Regions from separate parts of the Mus musculus genome. Here all the other regions are linked to region 3. A link is a contact called in public HiChIP or PLAC-seq data. All regions are on one chromosome and are shown on one strand. Each heading gives the region's core, a stretch centred on a gene start, on an enhancer-like site or on the middle of the called end of the contact. The rest is flanking DNA. Distances are from core to core; before and after follow the strand shown. Region 1 holds the start of Shisa9 (shisa family member 9). Region 2 holds the start of Cpped1 (calcineurin-like phosphoesterase domain containing 1). Region 3 overlaps Snx29 (sorting nexin 29).

What was found. HiChIP or PLAC-seq counts read pairs in DNA pulled down with a chosen protein or histone mark.
Region 1: a contact with region 3 is called in an H3K4me3 HiChIP or PLAC-seq map of embryonic stem cells, with 4 times the contacts expected there. The contact joins the promoter of Shisa9 here to the enhancer-like site in region 3. A contact is called at or near these places in 5 of 39 promoter capture datasets (embryonic stem cells, hippocampal neurons, liver and 1 more), 1 of 484 Hi-C or Micro-C datasets (nephron progenitors), 3 of 115 datasets of contacts at active chromatin or transcription factors (embryonic forebrain, embryonic stem cells and forebrain) and 1 of 9 other capture datasets (embryonic stem cells).
Region 2: an H3K27ac HiChIP or PLAC-seq map of embryonic stem cells shows a contact between it and region 3, with 4 times the contacts expected there. The contact joins the promoter of Cpped1 here to the enhancer-like site in region 3. A contact is called at or near these places in 1 of 484 Hi-C or Micro-C datasets (embryonic stem cells), 6 of 115 datasets of contacts at active chromatin or transcription factors (bone marrow-derived macrophages, embryonic forebrain, embryonic stem cells and 1 more) and 4 of 9 other capture datasets (adipose tissue, embryonic stem cells, liver and 1 more).

The regions. Positions count from the first base shown.
Region 1 is chr16:11,982,783-11,985,482 of GRCm38.p6, reverse strand. It overlaps Shisa9 (shisa family member 9), which reads right to left and starts at 1,370. Exons shown (of 5, transcript NM_028277.2): 1 at 340-1,370. The coding sequence starts at 902. Gm32278 (predicted gene, 32278) reads left to right here and starts at 1,738. Exons shown (of 2, transcript NR_155455.1): 1 at 1,738-1,925.
Region 2 is chr16:11,907,984-11,910,683 of GRCm38.p6, reverse strand. Cpped1 (calcineurin-like phosphoesterase domain containing 1) reads left to right here and starts at 1,261. Exons shown (of 4, transcript NM_146067.3): 1 at 1,261-1,418. The coding sequence starts at 1,349. All of the region lies in intron 2 of Gm9961 (predicted gene 9961), which reads right to left.
Region 3 is chr16:11,741,840-11,744,539 of GRCm38.p6, reverse strand. All of the region lies in intron 20 of Snx29 (sorting nexin 29), which reads right to left. Among named protein-coding and RNA genes, the nearest start is that of 4833415N18Rik, 37 kb to the left of the region's middle. Within about 2 kb of position 1,254, at least 18 of the 459 cell types and tissues checked have an H3K27ac peak or open chromatin away from gene starts, as enhancers often do. A contact at or near this core is called in embryonic stem cells, where this site is marked.

The sequences.
Region 1 (2,700 bases), core at 121-2,620, 240 kb before region 3:
GCCTGCCTCTGTTTACCTCCATAAATGGATCCTCTCCCCAAAACGCAAGAGTTTAAAGACCCGGCTATGTGTCTCAAGACCCACCATCATATCTGGTGAGAGGGAACAGGAGGTGGGCGAGGGGAAAAGAGACTTTCCCCTTCCACACTCGGCCTTCACTCCCACCTGTGCTGAGCCCAATGCCTTGCTTGGCTCAATGCTACAAGGGAAAGTTGTCGTCCTGGATGACATTCCCCAATCGGAGACCTTGGGGTGGAGGGAAGCACGGCTGGGGAATGTTGGAGATGGATGGGAAAGGAAAGTGGACCCAAAGAGGGGGGCGAAGGGGAGGCAGCCCACCTGGACATGTGTTCCCTTTGGGGCCGGTGCGCTTTCTCCAGCCCCAGCTTGGTGAAGATGCCCACCAGCACCATGACAGCCACCACCCCGCAGATGATGTAGACGATAAGGTTGGTCTTGTCCTTGGTGGGGTCGTGCAAGGGGTCATCCTTACGCGCTGGGGGCTTGCCCGTGTTAAGCCAGAGTGGCGTGTCGTAGTTGGTACAGGTGCTCTGGTTCAGTCGCCGCTTCTTAAACGTGCAGCAGAACCGGAAGCCACAAGTCCCGCAGCAGAAGATGAAGTCGCCCGAGCTGCAGTTGAACGGCGGGTCCCACTGGCCCATGACATCGAAGTAGCCCCGACAGGAGTCTGGCGTGGGCGCTCGAGTCGGCGGTGCGTCCGAGCCCCCGACGCCCTCGCCGGCCTCTCCGGAGGCGGCTCCGGAGCGGTTGCCCCCTGTGAGCAGCAGTACGCCGCCCAGTTGCGCTAGCTGCCCGTGCCCAGATCGCTCCTGCGCCCGGCACATGCGGGCACACAGCTCGGTGAGGAAGCAGCCGAGAAGCAGCCGAAGGACTCGGCGCATCGTGTCTCCCAACCCGGGCTGGAGCGCTCGGCCGCCGCTGGAGCCGCTACCGCCGCCTCTGGACGCGCGGCCGAAGCTGCCGAGGCTGCTGGCGGGGGCTGCGGGCCGCCGCTGGCCGCACATGCAGGGAGGCGGCGCGGGGCGCTCGGTGGTCGGCGGCCACTGCGCTCGGCTCAGACTGCGTTCGCCTCCAGCGCGACGCGCGCCGAGGAAGGGGGCCGGCCGGGGAGGAGCGCGCCGGGGCCGGGCGGGGACGGAGCAGGAGCGGGGGCCAGCGCGGGGTGCAGGTCCTGCTGGCCACCGGGGGAGGCGGGGGTGGAAAACAGGAGAGAGTCGCTGTGTCCGTAACTCCCTTCCACCCGCCACCCGGGACTCGGCTCCCCACGTCCGCTCGCTCGCAGGATGCTCTTCACCTCTCTAGCACGCCAAGTGCGCTGGAGAGAGAGAGAGAAGCGACACTTGTGGAATGAAGGGAGGGCCAGAGGGAAGGGGGAAGGGGAGGAGGGCGGATAGAGGAGGGGTGGTGGTGAGCGCTAGCTCGAAAGGGGCGGGGGCGCGTAAAGAGGTGACTCGGGCGGGCGGGGGCGAATAGGGGGCGTGCAGAGAGAGCTCGGGCAAAAGCAGCAAGCTCCACCGCTGCCAGGCTCGAAAGAACAGCTCTGATTTCTCGGCAGGTGGAAAGAACCACGGCCGGGACCTCTGGCACCCTCTCGGGGAGAAAGGTGCTCCTCACCCCAAGCAAAGACTCAGAGGTGGTTCCGCCCTCGATTTCCCCCCCTAGGGGTGCGTGCGCAGGAGCTGCGATTGCAATCTGTCGATCAGGGAAGGGGTGACTAGGAGAATCGGGACAGATTAGATGGCTTGCTCACTCCAAGACACACTAGAAGCAGTGTAGACAAGATCTCCCTCCTCCTCCCGGGCGTGCAGGAACTGCCTTGCCCTTTCCGGGGATGCGACCTCATGCCTGGCGCGAGCCTGGGATGGTTCGAGTCCCTGAACAGAGAAGAGGCTGGAACTGGGAAGGTGGGTTAGGTGTCAAACCCCTTGGGCTGTGGTAAGCACCCCAGAACAGGGGCTTGGGAACTCATATTAAAAGCTGGGTGGTCTGGCGAGGCGGTCAGCGGACAAAGCGAAGGCAATGGCTCACCCTGGAAGGGCTCTCCTAAGAACTCCCCTAGCCCTTAGGACCTGCCGCTTTCTGTCCCTCTTCGCCCCCGCAGCGAACGCTGAGCTCCACAGGAGGGCACACAGCGGCGCCGCCTCTGCGCTGGCAGTTTTGGCGCAGCGCAAGGCCTGGGCACTCATCCTCAGCCACTCGTTTCTGCAGCCCGCGCGACAGTCTCCAGAGCAGGCTGTCCCCTGTCCCCACGGAGCCCCCCTTCCCCGACATCCTCACCGAGGTTGTTTCCTTGGCTCCCAGCATCTCTTCTCAACCTTTCCAAATTTGTTCTCTCTTCCTTTCTCCTGACTGATTCCTCCCAGCCCTCCATAAGCCCTCGACCATTTCTCCTATTTCTTCCTGCCCTCTACTTGAATTTGATTTCAATAGCCCCTAAATCAGGATTCACATCAAAGCTGCTAAGCTAAATTTATATCCCCACACGCCCTGGCGTTTTGTTTTTTAATTGTATTAACTGAGTATGCTCTTTGCAGTAGGCTGGGTGAATCACAGAGGAAGCAATGTTTTCTGTTCCCTCTCCTCTTGTTTGGTTTCAGCTGCAGGACTCTTGGGGGAAATTTTCAAAGGACCACGAAGTTGGGCCACATGTAAAATGGTCTGCTGGGATCCTCTTAATTG
Region 2 (2,700 bases), core at 12-2,511, 170 kb before region 3:
CTCCTTACCCCTTCCCCTTGCCCAGTATTAGATTTTCACAGATGTCTCAGCTTTTGGCTACACTCTCCCACAGATAAGCTTTCTCCTCCACCACACCTAGGGGGAATTCATATCCTTTCCCTTCCTTTTTATTTCTTTTTCTTTCGTTCACAACTAGCTGGGGACAACTTCCAACATGAGCCTACGGGAGACATCTTATGTGCAAATTACAACATCATCTAACTTTCTCACCAACCCAATAACCCTAGGTATTGTTATTGTTCTCATTTGACAGGTAGGAAAACTGAGGTGCAGAGCAACTAATTTTTAAGATCATACCTAAAGTAAGTGGTAGTATTAGGATAAACCCAAGTAGCTGAGACACAAGCTCATTTGTATTTCTGTCCTAAATTGCTAGGACTTATATCTGACTCTAGTTCAAGGTCATGGGACATCATCCTAGCTCTGTTAACCATACGAACATTTCAGGCTTACACTTGTTGAGAAGAAAATTTAGCAACTTGGCAGATCCTAGGAATTCCCCTGTAGTGCTTAATAAATGTATCCTCTTTTTGGAGATCTGAATTTAACATTTTCCACCTCGAAATCTGGATTGCTACCAAGTGTGAGGGTTGTAGTCCAGTGTAACGGCTTTTGAGTTGGATAGATTTTGTCTTGCTCACCTGCAGCTCTTAGCTTTCAGGAGTTGTGTCTCTCTCTGAGTGTCAGTTTCCCCATCTGACAAGTGCAGTCAATGAGGTAACAAGCAAAACACAAAGTACTTCGGGCAATGCCTGTTACCCAGCAACAACAGTGACAGAATGACAGTGGCAATGTCCAGGCAGTCAAGATGCCTTAAAGACTCTTGAGATTATGGTGGGCAGTTTGGAAGGGTTGCAACATAAAACTTAGGACATCAAATTGAAATGGAATTTCAGATAAACAATATTTTAAAAATAACTGCTTAAGTATCTCCCAAATACTGCATGAGATATATTTAAGCTAAACGTGGGTTTTGTTGGGTTTTTTTGTTTGTTTGTTTTTGTTTTGTTTTTTCCTATTCTTGTTAACCTGAAATCCCAAATTATGAAGCGGCCCGATGCGTGTTACATAAGACAACTCCAGGCCTCAAAGCCTCAACCCCCAGTCTGTTCCAGTGAAAGTTGGATCCTGACCCCGGGAGGATCCCACTAGGGGTGGCAATCTCCGTGTTCTGCCCAGGCAGTACTAGCAGCACCCAGAGCGGCCCCGCCCCGCCCGGCCCTCCTGGAGGGCAGGTTCCAGAAGCTGTTCCAGGCGGGGCTGCCGGGTGGTGTGGAGTCGCTCCCTCCTCTCACAGAACGTGCCCAGGCAAGGCCAGTCGCTCGCCATGTCCGCTATGGAGGCGGCGGATGTTTTCCACAGAGCCCGGGGCAGGACCCTGGACGCGTTTTCCTCAGGTACTGCTTGGCTCTTCGCCTGGGAAGGGGGGCACTCCAGAGCTGCAGAACCTTCCGCGAGGGGAACCTTCCGGTCGCGGGCGCTCACTTCTATCCGGATCCCTTCGTGGGTTGCACACAGCACCGGGGACCGTTGTCGGAGTTGTTCCTCCCTCGCAGTGTTGGGTGCTTCGCTGGCCTTGACTTGACCTTGCAAACCACAAACTTAAAAAATAAAGCAAACAAACTAAACAGAAGCGGGGCGGAGGTGGCAGAGAAGTGAATGACTGCTTGGGCTCTGCTACGGGGCCTGTCTTCTCTCTTCCTTGGCAAGCTTCTGCGGGGCAGCTGACAAGCGCTGTGTGTGTCAGGGGCTGTCAATTGTAGTGAGAGTGTTTTTATATCCAGTTGCTTACTGTAACCGTAGAAAGGGAAGGCATTCTGGTCCAGGTAGCGTTCTTGGAAGTTGGGCTTAGATAATCTGACCCAGTCTTGCCTCAAAGGGAGCGTTGTTAACACATCAGACTATTTCTGTAACCTTGGGTGTGGAACACATGCTGGGTGTTAAGCAAATGATAGGCCCCAGCAACTCAGAGGATACCGGATTGGTTCCTGTTTCCCTGTGTTTCCTTTGGATCTTTGGGGTTGATTCTTCTCTGGCACTTGGCTTAGAATCACAGGAACGCTCGCCTTGTTATCCAGCCTCTAATTTGCCTGAACTGCTCTGAAAAAAGAATCAGGCCCGTTCCAAACCCGGAGGGCCTTGGCACCTGCTCTCCTCTGCTCACCTGGTGGGACTTGGAAGTCTGGCACCTTCTCAGCCTTCACATCCTATTTTCAGGTTCATTTCCTCAGACTTACCTCTGCCTAGCTAGCCAAAGAAGATCAATCCTACAGTTCTCTGCTAGGCCTTTGTTTCTTTTCCCCTCCTTGCAGTTCAAGGTTCTGCACAGGTGCGCACAGCCAAAAATCCACTGATGGTGGACTGGGGAAAGTCCAGTCTGCAGTGTTGCCATTTTCTACAGATTTTAATGTGTCTTAGGTTTTTGTTTGTTTGTTTTCCCAGCCTACATGTTTTTGAGATGCCTCCTATTCTAAGTAGTTCTCCTTCCTTCCTTCCTTCTGAACAGTATCCCATTGATTGCGCATTCGTGCTGTATGTTTTGTTAATGGATGTGCTGAGTTTTACCAACTTGGTGTCTTTCTTGTCTTTGCTTCTCCAGATTTCTCTTTGCCACAGTGCTCTAGGAGCGACTGCTTGCAGGAATGAACTCTTTGTCCTGATCCTTAGATTGGCAGGAGA
Region 3 (2,700 bases), core at 5-2,504:
CCAGGGGACTTCCCCAGGAAACAGAGAACAGCCGCATGCCCCCCACCAGGCTTTATTCTGACTTGGGCAAAAGGACCCCGAATAGCAACCCTGAACATGGATGGCACTGGTGAACTAGTAGGAGAGGCAGAAAAGCTCTGTGGCTCGTCCCTCCCCTTGTGACCCCAGTCCCACACCCAGCAGCGCACTGCCTTACTTCATCCTCACGCTCATTTTCTCACCTGGGGAAGTAACAGCAACACAAACACCAAGGGAGCAAGTGGGTTCCAGTGACCCAATGGGAGGAAGCCCCGGCCTAGCTCAGGGCATCCGACAGGGTGAAGAACACATTGTTTTCAACACCTGTCTCACTCCTGTCTATGGAGCCCACAGGTCTGCAGATAGCTTTACAAGATCCAACGAGCCTGCTCAGACCATGTCAACATGGCAACACGGCACCATAGTCACAGGGTCCTGTTTCTCTATACACTGTTCACTGCAGAATGAGGGCTTCCCACAGCTGCCCGTTGAGAAAGGCCACGCCCAAAAGCACGCTGGCCCAAGCAACCCCTCCACACTTTCCTGCTTCCCCTATGTTGACCCTGATGGCTAACTCAGTACACTGCTACACTGATGGGGTGGCAGGGATGCCACCACAATTGTGGGCACACCACCTGCTGTGTGGGGCCTCTGCCAACTTAGCAGCCTAGGAGCAGAGAGCTTGCTACTCTTGATGCTCTGAGGCTGTGCTTCACAGGCTGTTCAGACAAAGGAGGAACTCTGGAAAACCCTGATCCCCTTCAACCCTGACAGTTCCTTCCCAGCTTCCCCTCTGCCTGGCCAGGCTACATTCTACCCTGTCTCAGGGCCCAACACTGGTCATCGCTGTGTTTTGTTCCTCCCTCTTTCTTTGGCCGCCTCAGTGACTCCCAAGTCAGTCGTTCTCACTAGTGTCCTGGGAACCTGCATCCTGAAGAAGGATGCTCCAAATCCCTAAGTGAGAGGAGTCTTCATGATTTCAATTCCAAAAATCAGACTTGAAGATTGCACCAACAAGAACCTGTTCTTAGAATATCCTCATGTTTTCCACTCACTATTATAGCAACTCACAGTGACCAGTGCAGTAAACGGGCAATACTAGCTTGGGTTAGACTGACATAGCAACAGCCTAGAGTGAATACCTTAGGCAGGGAGGACTCCAGCCAATACCACCAGCACTGCTACAGCAGTGTGTGCCATGCCTACCTCCTAGGGAGGCTGTAACTACACAGATTCATGCTTCTAGAGTGTGCTTTCTTACAGCTCCTGTGATACATCCTATGCAGATTAACATACTAGTGTTTACTGTCTTTGCAAGGATGTTCCTGTGTTTGCCATTTCGCTCAGCATTTGCAAAGGCAGGATGAGCAACAGGGAAGAATGAAAATGGAGAGGAGGAAGGGAGAGGGATATGAGCCTCGAAACACAACAGCTCAGGAGGGCTGGGTGCAAGGCTAACAACCTCGAGGGTTTGTAGCCTCCCTCAGCCCTGAAGCAGGCTGATCCAGACTTTGACCTTGCTGCCACTGAGAAGGAAATTACCCTAAGGGGGAGCCTTCTGACCTAGATGGCTCTTTTGTTCTGCCACCTGCCACTGCTCTCTCCAAGACACTGCTACCTGCTGAGAAGCACCTGATACATTCTGGAGGAACATCCTATTCTACACATCACCTACAGGCTGGCTCCAGACACCAAGAATGGACTGGCAGGGGATGGACCTTCCCCTTGTATAAGTAGACTCCCATAGTAAACTGGAGAGCCTCGAACAGAATCATGTCTTGGCTCCATTAACCTCACGCCCTCTAAGTCTCTTTCAGCCCCAGCCTGCCTCCCTGGTGTACCCGGTCCTTGTAAGCCACAGGCCAGCATACAACAAGTGTTGCCCAGTGCCTCCTAACTAAATAGAGATGCAAGGACAGAGACTGCCCCCTGCCCTGGGTGGGGCGGGGGAGCTCCCTGGGATTAGAGTCCACAGAAGGACAGAGTCCAGCAAAGCAAGCCATGATCCTTCGCGCCCCAAATGCCAGTGCAGTTACACTTATTTTTAAACCCTTTCTGCTTGCGGCCATGTAGCTTGTGCATCAGTGATGTCCTGAACATCTCTGAAGTAATGAGGACTGTGGAGCCTAGAGGGCTCTTGACGATCCACCACACTGACTCAAGATAAAAAGTTCTGAGCTGTACGAGTCAGTAACACCTTTTGAAGCAAAAAAGCCTCCATGTGGGCTCAAGTGGGCCCTGGCAGAGCACACAGCAGCCCACTGCGACCCTGGACTAAACTTAATTGCTCTCTGGGAGAACATGGCTCTTCTAGTCTCATCAGAAACTATATTTAACAATGTTTGGAGTAAAAGCAACAGTGGGTGGAGAAACACGGCCCACACTTCTGCTGAACCTCCACGTGGGGGTCTGTGCTGTGACCTACTTTATTCTGTCTCCCCCATCTGTCCCTCCCAGGGACATGGACGCTTCCAAGGGATGAGTTACACTGCAAAGAAACATTTTAATGATAATATGGTAAGTGGCAGCCTAGCAAATCACTGAGGCCATGTGATGTGAAGTCAGGCTCCCTTCCTTAAGGGCCTCACCTTCCCTGGGTCTGAGCAAACCTCTGCAGCAGGTTACATCCCTTGGGACCCACCAGGAGAGAACAGACAACGTGGGGCTCCTGAGTGGTCAGTG